Regions from separate parts of the Sus scrofa genome. Here region 1 is linked to region 2. Evidence: chromatin contacts called from public HiChIP or PLAC-seq data. All regions are on one chromosome and are shown on one strand. The core of a region is the stretch at or near the end of the contact, and the rest is flanking DNA. Distances in the headings are between cores, read along the strand shown. Region 1 overlaps MYO15B (myosin XVB). Region 2 holds the start of GALK1 (galactokinase).

The links. HiChIP or PLAC-seq counts read pairs in DNA pulled down with a chosen protein or histone mark.
Region 1: an H3K27ac HiChIP or PLAC-seq map of alveolar macrophages shows a contact between it and region 2. The contact joins two enhancer-like sites. A contact is called at or near these places in 1 of 47 Hi-C or Micro-C datasets (epiblast stem cells) and 1 of 2 datasets of contacts at active chromatin or transcription factors (alveolar macrophages).

What each region holds. Positions count from the first base shown.
Region 1 is chr12:5,783,349-5,790,811 of Sscrofa11.1, forward strand. MYO15B (myosin XVB) reads right to left here. Exons shown (of 64, transcript XM_021068071.1): 17 at 7,440-7,463; 18 at 7,307-7,352; 19 at 7,046-7,170; 20 at 6,527-6,644; 21 at 6,125-6,288; 22 at 2,934-3,027; 23 at 2,266-2,322; 24 at 1,908-1,965; 25 at 1,565-1,695. Among named protein-coding and RNA genes, the nearest start is that of MYO15B, 18 kb to the right of the region's middle. Within about 2 kb of position 2,018, at least 13 of the 83 cell types and tissues checked have an H3K27ac peak or open chromatin away from gene starts, as enhancers often do. A contact at or near this core is called in alveolar macrophages, where this site is marked.
Region 2 is chr12:5,641,643-5,648,706 of Sscrofa11.1, forward strand. GALK1 (galactokinase) reads left to right here and starts at 370. Exons shown (of 8, transcript XM_003131193.2): 1 at 370-619; 2 at 1,331-1,520; 3 at 2,156-2,275; 4 at 2,475-2,610; 5 at 2,737-2,918. The coding sequence starts at 455. Within about 2 kb of position 5,094, at least 14 of the 83 cell types and tissues checked have an H3K27ac peak or open chromatin away from gene starts, as enhancers often do. A contact at or near this core is called in alveolar macrophages, where this site is marked.

The DNA of each region.
Region 1 (7,463 bases), core at 768-3,267, 140 kb after region 2:
GAGCCCCAGGGGAGGGGAGCATGCGCCCTGCGACAGGAAGAGGGGCTGGCGAGGAAAGCCATCTTAAAAATACATCTCAGTTTGTTCTTTCTCATTAGAAAATGAAAGCCTGGACATGCAGAAAACACGGAGGAGGGAGGGAAAATTAGGAGCTTGAGATTAAAATACACACACTACTGTATATAAAATAGGAAACCCACACGGACCTACTGCAGAGCACAGGCAATATCTTAATAACCTCTGATAATAAAGAATCTAAAGAATAAATATACACATATATAATGGAATCAATTTGCTGTATCTGAAACTCACACAACATCATAAATCAATTATATTTCAATAACAACAACAACAACAAAAAGAATAGGGAGTTCCCGTCGTGGCACAGCCGAAACGAATCCGACTAGGAACCACGAGGCTGTGGGTTTAATCCCTGGCCTCGCTCAGTGGGTTACGGATCTGGGGTTGCTGTGAGCTGTGGTGGAGGCCGGCAGCTGTAGCTCCGATTCAACCCCACGCCTGGGAACCTCCATATGCCATGAGGGTGGCCCTAAAAAGGAAAAAAAAAAATAATTAAAAAAAAAAAAAGGCAATGGAAAAGAATGGAGAATAAAAACCACCATTTGCCAGATGTGACCACAGCAACGTTTTAGCTTCTCTCGTTCTGGTCTTACTTTCTATGTGGACACACATCCCCACCCACCTCGCCCAGTTCTTAACCAAACTGGGATCCCACTCTATGTGCGATTATTACTATGTTTTTATGGCTGCATCTGCAGCATACAGAGGTTCCCACGCTAGGGGTTGAATTGGAGCTGTAGCTACTGGCCTACACCACAGCCAATAACCACGCCAGATCCAAGCCACATCTGTGACCTACACCAGAGCTTGTGGCAAAGCCAGATCCTTAACCCACTGAGCAAGGCCAGGGATTGAATCCATGTCCTCATGGACACTAAGTGGGGTTTGTTTCCACCGAGCCACAGCGGAAACTCCTCCAGGTGCGAATTTGAATCCTGCTTTTGTTTCCATCATCGCAGCCCGGACACTCTGCCTTGTCATTACACACGCTTTAACGAACACGGCTTCAATGGCTGGGCAGCCGCAGGTGTAACAAAGTGTGGGTCACAGATAAGTAACAATAAGAGACATTTGGGTTCAAAACCTGACTAGTATCCATGAGGACGCAGGTTCGATTCCTGGCCTCGCTCAGTGGGTTAAGGGTCCGGCGTTGCCGTGAACTGTGGTGTAGGTCACAGACACGGCTTAGATCCTGCATTGCTGTGGCTCTGGCGTAGGCTGGTGGCTACAGCTCCGATTCGACCCCTAGCCTGGGAACCTCCATATGCCACAGGTGCGGCCCTAAAAAGAATAAGAGAGAGAGACATTTGGGTTCAAGAGATTCTCCCCAAGCAAAGCATCTGCACCCACAGCCCCCACCACAGGGGTGGGGGTGTTGGTGGGTGGGGTGGGGTTTGGAGAAAGGAAGATAGACCCAGCTTCCACCTGACAGGGGCTAATATCTGGGGAACATGGGTGCCAGCCAGGAGGCACCGAGGCCCACCTGGAAGCCGGTGGAGATGAAGCTGGAGAAGGGGAACTGGTCGATGTTGGGCGGGAGGGCCAGGTTGGGCCGCGCAGGCACTTCCGGGGGCAGGGACTCAGTGATGCTCTGGGCCAGGGCGTGCTGGCGGCCTGGAGGACAACAGAGGCAGCCCAGAAACGCCCAGGTAAGCCGCCTGACTGGCACAGCCTCCGCCTCCCACCATCAGCCCCCAGCCCCGCACAGAGGGAGCTGGAAGTGGGGGGGGCGGGGGCAGGCCTGGAGCATCAGAGGGAAGGGTCACAGGGACAGATGCTCCGGGCACGAGGGGGTCGCAGCAGGGACGGCAGCCACGGAGACTCGCCTTCTGCTGTCTTCAGCATGACAGCCAGCTCGGCTGGGATCTCCAAGCGCCCCAGCTCCTGGCAGAGACAAGCAAGGGACCAGGAAGTGAGACCCAGGGGCCCGCCTTGCCCCAGGGCTATTAACTTCCCCTCTGAAGACCAAGGACTCTAGTCCTGGACACTCAAACAGGCGGGGCCCCGGAGCACTCAGGGGGAAGCCAAGGGCACCCCGGTCCTCTTCTTGGGGGGGCACAATGGATGCGCCTGAGGGACAGGAGCCATCGCGGTGCCCCTGGGGCCCCTAGCCTTCCCTCAAGCCATGCCAGATTCAGCAGGCTCACGACCCAGCAAAACCCCCTCCAGCTTCCAGGCACCTACCATGCTCGGCACCTTCTCGGCGGCCCCGCCGCTATGCCAGCCACGTCGATGCCCAAGCTGTTTGAGGGCAGGCAGGAGGAGCAGATGACCTGTGAGGCGTCGCCACGGGCTCCCTAGAGGCTCCTCCCCAGCCCGGCAGTCCAGCTGCCCCTCCTGCCCTAGAGAGGCCCCGACTCCAGCGGCGGAGGAACCCCAGGGCAGAGCCACGGGGGGCCAGCTGTCTGCCCCCAGCCCTCTGGAGCCCTTACCAGCCTAAGCGCCGTGGGTGTCACTGCCCGTCTGCCAGGGCACTGGGAGGAGGGCAGGAAGAAGGGCAGGAAGAAGGGAAGGAATGGTCCCAGGGGACAAAGTCCAGCCAGGGAGGGGCCAGCCGGGGGGGGGTGCATGTGGGCACTGCCCTTTGAGCTGCTTTATGGCCCTCAAATTAGAGTCATCAGGCAAGAGAGGGGCGCAGCCCAGGGTGGGAGGCTGGAGAGGATGGGAAGGGCCCCCCCAGGGAGGGGAGAGTCAGGCCCTGGGGGTGGGCAGGTGCGAAGGAAGCCAATGACTGCCCGGAGGCCACAGGCTGCCCTCGGCCCTTGGCTGGGCTTGGAGCGCGGGCACCATCGGGGTTGGGCTCACCTACGCTGAGCTGCCCGGGGACCAGCAACCCCATCCACACGCCTCACCTGTCGTCTCTGCCGTCTCCTGAGCAGGGGCCGGGCCACCAACAGGATGGCGTTCACCTGCCCCAGGGCCGCCCGCCGCCGGAGGCAGCTCTTCCTGGAGGCCAAGAGGGGATAGTGAGGAGTCCAAACTTAGCCCCAGTATCTGAGCCCCCCAGACCCAGACACGAAGGCAACCTCTCACCCCAGGGGAGTCCCCCCGTTAACAGAAGCAACAGGCAAAGATAGGACACTTTGGAAGAAGAGAAGGTGGGAGTTCCCTTTGTGGCTCAGCGGGTTAAGAACCAGACTAGTATCCCTCAAGATGCGGGTTCAATTCCTGGCCTCACTCAGTGAGTTAAGGATTCAGTGTTGCTGCAAGCTGCAGCATAGGTCTCAGAAGTGGCTCAGATCTCACATTGCTGTGGCTGTGGTGTAGGCCGGCAGCTGCAGCTCCAATTCAACCCCTAGCCTGGGAACTTCCATATGCCGCAGGGGCGGCCCTAAAAGGACCAAAGAAGTAAAAGAAAAAGGAGATCAGGTAAACCAAGAAGCTACTGAGCACATGGATTAAGATCTGAGACTCTGGGAGTTCCCATCGTGGTGCAGTGGTTAACGAATCCGACTAGGAACCATGAATGAGGTTGCAGGTTTGATCCCTGGCCTCGCTCAGTGGGGTAAGGATCCGGCGTTGCCGTGAGCTGTGGTATAGGTAGCAGATGCGGCTCAGATCCCATGTTGCTGTGGCTCTGGCGTAGGCCGGTGACTACAGCTCCGATTCGACCCCCTAGCCTGGGAACCTCCGCATGCCTCAGGAGCGGCCCTAGAAAAGGCAAAAAGATAAAAAGAAAAAAAAAGATCTGAGACTCTGGAGCTGACTACCTGGGTTCAGACCACCTGTCCTTCCGGCCATCCAAGCAATGAAACCAATTTCAGCCAGAAAAAAGACAGGAGGTCCTGACCCATGTTCTGACATGAATGAACCCTGACAACGTTCTACTTCGTGCAGTAAGCCAGACAGAAAGGGAAATACTGGGGGAGTTCCCTTGTGGTGCAGTGGGTTAAAACCCCCTCATTGTCACTGCTGTGACATGGGTTCAATCCCTGGCCCAGGAACTTCCAAGTGTCACAGGCAAAAAAACAGAAGGAAATATTGCATGAGTCAACTTAGATGACATATCTCAACCAGGCAAACTCACAGAAACAGAAAGTAGACGAGAGGTTACCCAGGGCGAGAGGGAAGGGCGAGCGGGGAATCGCTGCTGAACCAGTTACAGAGTTCCTGCTGGTGATGAAAATGGCTTGGAGGAGTTCCCGTCGTGCCTCAGTGGTTAACAAACCCAACTAGTATCCACGAGGACGAGGGTTCGATCCCTGGCCTCGCTCAGTGGGTTAAGGATCCGGCGTTGCTGTGAGCTGTGGTGTAGGTCACAGACATGGCTTGGATCCTGTGTTGCTGTGGCTGTGGTGTAGACCGGCAGCTGTAGCTCCGACTGGACCCCTAGCCTGGGAACCTCCATATGCCATGGGTACGGTCCTAAAACAACAACAACAACAACAACAACAACAACAACAACAAAAAAAAAAAAAAAGGAAGAAGAAGAAAATGTTTTGGAAACAGAGGTGAGGGGTACCCCCTCTGCAGGGCTTCTGTGGTGTCCACGGCTCTGCTGTCATTTTGTTCTCAGTGCTTTAACAATCCCCTTTGGGGGGACAGCAGCTGGTTTACCAGCTGCATTTGACTCCCCAGCTGGCCTGGGAGGCACCATCTCTGCCTTCGCCCCTGCGTCGCCAGCATCTGGCCCGGGCTGGACGGAGAAGATGGTCCACCCACAGCCGCCGGCGGACGCGGCAGGTGGGCGGTGAAGGGGAGGCAGGGCGGAGCTGACAGGTGAGACGGCCGAGGGAGCATCGGCAGACCAAGGAGGCCAAGAGCCTGGAGTGGAAACGGCTGCCCTGAATTGAGGCGGGAGGGGTAGGCAGGGCCTCACACAACCTGAGTCACACTTGCTAGTCCTTCTTTTTATTGTCACACCTACGGTATATGGAGGTTCCCAGGCTAGGGGTCGAATTGGAAACCCCCAGCCACCAGCCTATGTCACAGCCACAGCAACGCGGATCCGAGCCCCATCTATGACCTACACCGCAGCTTGCGGCAATGCCGGATCCTTAACCCGCTGAGCGAGGACACTGTGTCAGGTTCTTAACCAGCTGCGCCACACAACAGGAACTCCCAAGTCACCCTTTTAAAAGTATTCTTTTTTTTTTTTTTTTTTTTGTCTTTTTGTCTTTTCTAGGCCTGCACCCACGACATGTGGAGGTTCCCAGGCTAGGGGTCGAATCGGAGCTGTAGCTGCTGGCCTACACTAAGCCACAGCCACAGCCAAATGGGATCTGAGCCGCATCTGTGACCTATACCACAGCTCACAGCAATGCCGGATCCTTACCCCACTAAGCGAGGCCAGGGATCGAACCCGCAACTTCATGGTTCCTAGTCGGATTTGTTAGCCACTAGAGCCATGACAGCAACTCCTAAAAGAGTATTCTTGATGCAGAGTGGAGAACAGACTAAAAAAAAAGAATAGTCAAGGAGTCGAGACCACAGATTTGAGGAGTTCCCTGGCGGCTCAGCAGGCTAAGGATCTGATGCTGTCATTTCAGTGGCCTGGGTCGCAGGTTTGATCCCTGGCCCAAGACCTTCCACAGGCCATGGGTACAGCCAAAAACATTAGAAGATTTTTTTTTTTTTTTTTTGTCTTTTTGCTATTTCTTGGGCCGCTTCTGCGGCATATGGAGGTTCCCAAGCTAGGGGTTGAATTGGAGCTGTAGCCACCGGCCTACACCAGAGCCACAGCAACGCAGGATCTGAGCCGCGTCTGCAACCTACCCCACAGCTCATGGCAACGCCGGATTGTTAATCCACTGAGCAAGGGCAGGGACTGAACCCGCAACCTCATGGTTCCTAGTTGGATTCGTTAACCACTGCGCCACGATGGGAACTCCAGAAGATTTTTTTTAAAAGACTGCAGATTTGAGTAGCCCTGACAGGTAATGAGCTGCTTGTGACAGAGGGTATTCAAGCAGAGACGGTATGGGTGGGGATGCTGTCAAGAAGAGTCCAGTGCCAATGGGATGCAGGCAGACTTGCCTCAAGGTCCTACGACCCGCCCCCACCACCTTGGAGGAGGCTTACAGCCTCACCCCACCCTGCAGACCTGGTTTGGAGCCCACGCACGCGAGCCTGCATCCGTGGCAAGAGACGGAGGCGCTGGCAGGAGATGCAGACACGGAGGCCTCGGTGCAGGGTGAGCAGGGCCTGGGTGCGCTGCTCGGCCCGGTGCTGCTCCAGCTGCTGCCAGCCTGGCTCTCGCAGCAGAACCTGGGGGCACAGGTTTGGGCTGGAGGCAAGCCAGGCTGGGTACCAAGTGGCCAGGGCCCCCCATCTTTCTCCCAATGCTTCAGCCTCCTTCCTTCGATTCTATTGGGGTGCCCAGGACAGCCAGCCCCACCCCAAATCTCCCCGCCACCCAGAGGGACCACCAAATGCTGAGTAAGTGCCAGAATGCTCCTCCCCCTTTCCAGCCATGCCCACCACCCTGCAGGTAGGCATCACGCACCTGGGTGGCTCCCAGGTGACAGAGGTCGGATTTAGCCCCGAGCACCTGGCTTAGGATAGCGCCACATTGCTCCCTGTCAGAGAGCTCTCCCTGCCCCTCTGTCCTCAGGGCCCGGAACCTGCCCCAAGGTCAGAGAACTGAGGTCGGAACAAGCAAAGCAGGGACCGTTCTCCACACTCATTTGATACCCGAGCCCCTTGGGCTCTATTCAGTCAGTAAGTCATTCAACAATGCTTTGGAAAGCACCTACTATGTGCTGGGCACCCAGGAGAGTTTCGCTCAAAGGAGGAGGGGCGGGTGAATGCGTGGAGGGGTACAGGGGTGATGAAGACGAAAGGAAGCAGGGATGGAAGGAGAGAGAAGGGAGGGAGGGAGGGATGGTTGGACGTCAGGCCCAGGTCCCTGGGGAGGTGGGTCCGGCTCCAGCCTGAAGGAGCCCCAGTCCCCCAGTCGGCCTTCCTAGGGAGTCCTGGCCCTGAAGCACCCGCATGCTTGCCTGCCCCCATCCTGGGCCCCTACCTGGCCAGGAAGAGCCGGAAGGGCACACGGATGGGGAAATTGGCGCTGCGGGTACACACAGCCTCCAGGATGCCCGCCTGGCGCAGCTGCTCTGCCACGTGCCCCACATCAAAGAGGCCCGGAAGCTGTGGCCATGGGGACAGAGCCCGGGACAGCTGGAGTCGGGGGCGGGGGGAGCTCAAAGCGTGGGGGCCGAGGGGCAGGGCACGAGGAGGGTGAGGGTGGCTGCGAAGGGCAGGGCCAGGCGCTGAGAGAGCTCACCTTCCCCGGGTTGGGGCTGAGACACTGGATGGCATAGACATGGCTCCTGGGGGGTGGAGGAAGGTCACTGAGCACAGACTGGCCCCCCACTCAATCTCCCTGGGGTCAGGGGTCGGGGGGGCACTATTCTCACCTGCCAAGCTGGGCTATGAGGTCC
Region 2 (7,064 bases), core at 3,844-6,343:
CCACCCTCTTAGAGATCCATGATCGGGGGCTGGTGACCTCTCACAGCTGCAGGACTTTAGGACTTTTGGGAGAGAGCTTTGAGAACCCTTGGGGAACCCCAGATGTGCTGGTACTGCTCTGGCTGTGGGTAGCCGGCTGGGTGCAGGGGTGGGGTGTGGCACACCAGCACCAGGGAAGGGCAGCTTAGATCGCCCAGTCCGGCAAATACCACTCAAGGCCACGCACGCCCGACCAGACGCCCAGCGGCCCCTCCCAAAGCCCACCTCCAGTCGGCCCCGCTCGCCCAGCCGGTGGACTTGGCCGGAGCTGCGGGCGGGGCGGGGCCAGCGGGGCCCGGGGCGGGGCCCGGGGGCGGGGCGGCGCCAGCAGCTCTGTGGGCCGACGCCGCGCGGCCCCGCCCCGAGCATCCCGCGCCGACCCGACTGCGCCGGACAGAGCTGCAGGGCGAGAGTCATGGCCGCTTCGGAACAGCCCCGGGCCGAGGAGCTGCTGGCCAGGGCCCGGAGAGCCTTCCTGGAGGAGTTCGGGGCCGAGCCCGAGCTGGCCGTGTCGGCGCCGGGCCGCGTCAACCTCATTGGGGAGCACACGGACTACAACCAGGGCCTGGTGCTGCCCATGGTGAGGGGCTGGGCGGGAGGCGCCATCTCCCCGCGTGCACTGGTGGGCGCGCTGCACCCAACTTTTACCCCCACCGAGCTGGGGGACGAGCAAGTGGGAGAGACCCTAAGACGCGGCATTTCCCACATTGGAAGGGAGGGAGTTGGGAATCCCCGAGGAAGTAGGCTCCCTGGGAGCCACCGCGGCTTGTGGGGGAATGCGGAAGGGGGCCCTAGCGTAGACCGGGGCGAAGTAGTCCTGAGCCTCCTGGTTCCGCCGGTTCAATTTGCAGAGGAGGGAATTGAGCCTCAGAGAGGGCTAACGAGCTGCTCAAGGTCACACAGCTGGATCTTGGTGGACCTGCCTCCGCCGGGGGCTCTTTCCACCAGGCTCTGCAGCTGTGCAAGCTTGGCTAGTGAGCAAGCCCGGTGCCTTGAGGTTGCCTTCTAATGGAAACGCATCAGAGGAGCTCCTGATTCGGTTTCCCTGTTGTGCCCTCTCCCCCTCGTGCCCCGCAGCTGAGAGCCCATGCTCAGGGCAGAGTCCAGGTCTGCACTCCTGCTGTCCCGGCCCTGAAGACCCATGGGGGGCAGGACCCAAGTCCCCAAGGCCAGATCTGTATGCAGGCTCTTCCCAGAGACACTTTGGGTCACCTCCTTGTCTGTCCCAGGCCCCGCATCCCTCAGAACTGTGGTGCTGGGAGTTTGGCACACTTTTGGTTTCTCCTGCCAGGCTCTGGAGCTTGTGACTGTGCTCGTGGGCAGCCCCCGGACGGATGGGCTTGTCTCCCTCCTTACCACCTCTGAGGATGCCGATGAGCCCCGGCGGCTGCAGTTTCCCCTGCCCACAGACAAGCGGCCGCTGGAGCCTGGGACCCCGCACTGGGCCAACTATGTGAAGGGAGTGATCCAGCACTATCCAGGTAGGGACCTGGTACCAGGAGTGCCACCTCTCAGCCGCAAAGCTCCTTAGCCCACCTAATCCACTGTGGGGTAGGCATCCAGGGCGGGGGTATTCCCATTGTACAGGTGGGGAAACTGATGCCCCAGGTGAGAGCTTCCAGAACTTGCTCTGGGTTGCCCATTCCATGACTGGAGGAGCCGAATTGAAAACCCCAGCCTAGGAGTTCCCATCGTGGCACAGCGGAAACGAATCTGACGGGAACCATGAGGTTGTGGGTTCCATCCCTGGCCTCGCTCAGTGGGTTAAGGATCCGGCACTGCTGTGGCTGTGGCGTAGGCCGGCAGCTGTAGCTCTGATTCGACCCCTGGCCTGGAAACCTCCACATGCCTTGGGTGCAGCCATAAAAAGCAAAAAAAGAAAAAAGAAACCCCAGCCTCTTGGTGTCCAGAACCCTAAACCAGGAGAACCTCAGGGTAGGAGGATGGAGGGCAGCGGACCCCTTGGCCCAGCAGTTTGATGGCCTCTGACAATTGAGGCATATCCCCTGGAAGCAGCTGCCAGGCAGATGCCACCCTTTGTGCCAGAACACATGCCCTTCCTGTGCCCATCTTGCCCGATGGCCCATCTTACCATCCTCCATTCTTTCCCCTGCAGCTGCCCCCCTCCCTGGCTTCAGTGCAGTGGTGGTCAGCTCAGTGCCACTAGGGGGTGGGCTGTCCAGCTCAGCATCCCTGGAAGTGGCCACGTATACCTTCCTGCAGCAGCTCTGCCCAGGTACCTTCTAGACCCCAGCCCCAACCCAGCCCTCCTTCCCTGAGGCCTTGGGATCCGAACTTCCTGCCCCTCCTGTGGCTTTGAGGGTGGGGGTGGGAAAGCTCCCTGGAGTGTCTTGGGAGCTACCGCTGCTCTCACCCGGCCGCCCCTAGGGCCCCCTCCCGGGGCCCCAACTTCCCCACCTCGCCCTGTGCCGCAGACTCGGGGACAATAGCTGCCCGGGCCCAGGTGTGTCAGCGGGCCGAGCACAGCTTCGCAGGGGTGCCCTGTGGCATCATGGACCAGCTCATCGCACTGCTGGGGCAGAAAGGCCACGCGCTGCTCATTGACTGCAGGTCAGGGGCTCTCCTTGTACCCTCCCACCTCGTAATCAGGAGCTCCTGGATGGGGCACGTGCACTGCCTGGCGAGGCAGACACACACTCGGCCTTGTCATCTCCCCCTGCTCTGTCTCTGCCCCAGGTCCCTGGAGACAAGCCTCGTGCCGCTGTCGGACCCCAAGCTGGCAGTACTCATCACCAACTCCAATGTCCGCCATTCACTGGGCTCCAGCGAGTACCCCCTGCGGCGGCGGCAGTGTGAGGAAGTGGCCCGGGCGCTGGGCAAGGAGAGCCTTCGGGAGGTGCAGCGGGAGGAGCTAGAAGGTGAGAGTGGCTCGGTGTGCACTGTCCCAGAGATGGTGGGGTACCCCTCGGGGACTGTGCCAGGGCCTCGGTGTGGCTTTGACTCAGTTGTACACCCCCTCACCTCCAGGGACCTCTGCCAGGCTCTGCCCACTCCCCCTAATACTGCTAACCTAGGACTGCTTGAAGTCTCAGTATTGTTTTTTTCTAATATGAGCATTAAGTATCCACCACGGAAAATACAGAAGAATACAAAGAAGAAAATAAGAAACTAGGAGTTTCTGTTGGGGCTCAGTGGGTTAAGAACCCAACTAGGGTCCGTGAGGATTCGGGTTTGATCCCTAGCCTTGGTCATTGGGTTAAGGATCTGGCGTTGCTGCCAGCTGCAGTGTAGGTCTCAGATGTGGCTTGGATCTAGCGTTGCTGTGGCTGTGGTATAGGCCAGAAGCTGCAGCTCTGCTTTGACCCCTAGCCTGGGAACTTCCATGTGCCGCAGGTGGGGCCAAAAAAAGAAAAAAAAAGAAAGAAAGAAGAAACCATAAGATCACTATCCAGAGATAGCCACTCTTAGCATCTTAGCGTATCTCCTTCCAGTGTTTCCCTACGTCTGTATTCTCAAGTTCAGTATATGTTGCCCCCTGCCCCTTTTTAACTTAACGTTATCTCAGAACCCTTTTCTGTGCCATGAAAGTAGTTGGGATTGATTGATTGATTGATTGATTGATTGGGTTGCACCTGTAGCATATAGACGTTCCCTGGCCGGGGATCCAAACCGCAGCAGTGGCAGCCTGAGCCACCACAGAGACGGTGTCCGATCCTTAACCCGCTACACCACAGCGGGCACTCCCAACATGGCTTAAAAAGCTACGTAGCCTTTCAGTGTACTGGTCCTGTCATTTATTTATTTATTGTCTTTTGTCTCTCTAGGGCCGCACCTGCGGCATATGGAGGTTCCCAGGCTAGGGGTCGAAGCCGAGCTACAGCTGCCAGCCTACACCACAGCCACAGCAACGCCGGATCCGAGCCACATCTGAGACCTACGCTGCAGCTCATGGCAGCGCCGGATCTTTAACCCACTGAGCAAGGCCAGGGATTGAACCCACCTCCTCGTGGATACGAGTTGGGTTCGTTAACCACTGAGCCACGACAGGAACTCCAGTACACTGTAATTTATTTAACTATTTTTTGATAATCACACCTGACACTGATGCATATTTTTATACACTGGTCTTTCTTGGCGTTTTCTCGCTACTTTCTGAGGATTCGATTCTTAGGACTAGGACCACAGAGTTAAAAGATAACATGTATTTTGAACGTTCCTGATATACGTGGCTAGGAAGTTAGTCTATTTAACAGTTTAAAGGTCAGATAAATATTAACTCATGTAATTCTCCCACAACTCTATGGAGGGAGCAGATATTCTTAGGCCCGTTTTTTTTTGCATGTGGAATGTTCAGGGAGTGGCAGTGCTGAGCCTTGAACCCCGGCACATCAGCTCCAAAGCCCATACCCCTAACCGCACGCAGGGCCCTGCTGCTGGCGTTGGCAGTTGTGCCCTCCTGGCCCTGTGGGGATGCCCATTTCAGGGACCATCTTCTTGGTGAACTTCTTGGTCAGCTGTCGCCTTCGGACCCGCCCCGCCTGCTCTGTGCAGGTGACCTTGGCCGAGGTCTTCACCCTCAAGCGCTTTTGCCGCCCTTCCCTCCCACCCCGGGATCCCCCTCGACCTGGGGAACGGGCTCCCCTCTGCCTTCCTTTCTGTCCTCTGCCTGGCTTCTCTCCTGCTTTGAAACAGGCCCAGTTTTCTAACCTAAAACGGAGTCTCCGTCCCAGCCCCGCGCAGCCCCCGCCTTCTCATTCCTCCGCATCCCTCAGTACCCTGTCCCCCAGGCCGCCCTCTGTGACAGCTCCCCGGGGGTCCCCCCGACCCCCCGCCTCCTCAGTGCCTGGTCTGCTTGCTCCCAGTCCTGCTACTCTGCCCAGACCTGCTCCAGGCTTTGTCCCCAGCACGGGGCACCAGCCACCGCTGCTCCCGGGAGGACTCAGAGGGGACCACGGCCCCCCATTTCCACTAGGGTCCCGGCCCCCCTGCGGACTCCTCTTCTTCCCCGGCTGCCTCCTCCTGACTTCCCCTCGTCTGTTATTGCTTCACTCCTGCTGAAACTTCAGCGTCACCTCCGAGAGCTCCCTGTCCCCTTCCTGCTCTGGCCTCTGACCTCTTCCCCGCCTCTTCCTCCTCCCTCAGGGCCCTCGTGGTTTCTGGCTGTTTAACAGCTGGGCCCCTGGCACCTGTTCCTCCCTGTCCCCCAGCGCCCCCACTTTCACTTTCATCAGCTAGAGCTCAGCTCTGGGCCTTCCCTGGAATCTCTCTGGCACCTGGAATGAAGTTGTGACAGTCTTGACGGCACTCAGCTTGCTCTGCCCCCTTCAGTGTTATCCAGTAGGACAGCCCGCCAGTTTCTTGGGGTGCCCCAGGCAGACCTGGTCTGTACCCCAACTCTGGAGCCCTGGCCCTCGCACACACCATCGTTAGTCCAGCAAGAGCACCAGCAGGACTTTTCCCTCCTGTTCTGTCTTGGACTCTTTTTTTTTTGTCTTTTGTCTTCTTAGGGCCATACCCACGGCATATGGAGGTTCCCAGGCTAGGGATCGAACTGGAGCTGTAGCCACTGCCCTACACCACAGCCACAGCAATGCCAGATCTGAGCCATGACTGTGAGCTATACCACAGCTCAGGGCAATGCCGGATCCTTAACCCACTAAGCGAGGCCAGGGAGCGAACCTGCATCCTCATGGATACCAGTGAGATTCGTTTCCACTGAGCCCCCGTGGGAACGCCCTGTCTTGGACTCTCGAAGGCAGCATTGTGTCCCCCTTGGAAGCTGAGGAAGCATCCAGTGTGGGGCTCAAACTGCTGCTTATGGCGCACCCACTGTGTGCCAGGCACCTTGCTGGGAGCTCTACGTGTGCCCGCTCGGGTCCTCCCTGCGGCCCGGATGCTGCGAGTGTCCCCTTTATCTTGTTGACGTGTCGTTGATTTCCAACGTCGGCTTCGTTTCTGGGGTGCAGCAGTGTTTGTGTTACACGCACATACGTTCCTTTTCTTCTTCTCCGTCTGCTTTATCCCAGGATCGTGACTCTAGTTCTCCCTGCGCCACAGCAGGCCCGTGCGGTTTGCCCCCTCCACGTAGAAGAGCTCACATCTGCTGACTCCCAACTCCCAGCCGCTCCCTCTCCCACCCCCCACCCCCTTGGCACCCACAAGTCCGTCTGTCTGTGAGTCTGTTTCTGTGGTGTAGATAAGTTCATTGTTGTCGTGGTTTAGATTCCATATGCGGCTGCTATCACATGACATTTGCCTTTCTTTCTGACTTCACTTAGTGATCACCTCTGGGTCCATCCGCGTGGCTGCACATGGCGTTATCGCATTCTTTTTGTGGCTGAGTAGTACTGGTATGCAGGTACCACATCGTCTTTATGCCTTCATCTGGGTTTTTTTGGTGTTTTGTCTTTTTAGGGCCGCACCCGAGGCATATGGAGGTTCCCAGGCTAGGGGTCGAATTGGAGCTACAGCTGCCGGCCTACCCCACAGCCACAGCAACGCAGGATCCGAGCCGCGTCTGTGACCTGCACCACAGCTCATGGCAACGCCGGATCCTTAACCCACTGAGCAAGGCCAGGGATCAAACCCGCAACCTCATGGTTCCTAGTTGGGTTCGTTTCCGCGGCACCATGACGGGAACTCCTATCCATTCATCTGCTGATGGACATTTAGGTTGTGTCTGTGTTTTGGCTATTGGGAATAGTGCTGCTATGAATCTTGGGGTGCATGTGTCTTTTTGAATTATAGTTTAGTCCAGATATATGCCCACGAGTGGGATTGTTGGATCACATGGAAACTCGATTTTTAGTTTTGTGAAGAACCTCCATACTATTTTCTGTAGTGGCTGCACCAATTTACGTTCTTTATTTTCATTTATTTTTTATTTTTTATTACTCAAATGAATTGATCACATCTGTAGTTGTATAATGATCATAACAATCCGATTTCACAGGATTCCCATCCCACAGCCCAGGCACATCCCCCCACCCCCCAAACTCTCTCCTCTGGAGACCATAAGTTTTTCAGTGTCTGTGAGTCAGCATCTGTTCTGCAAAGAAGTTCCG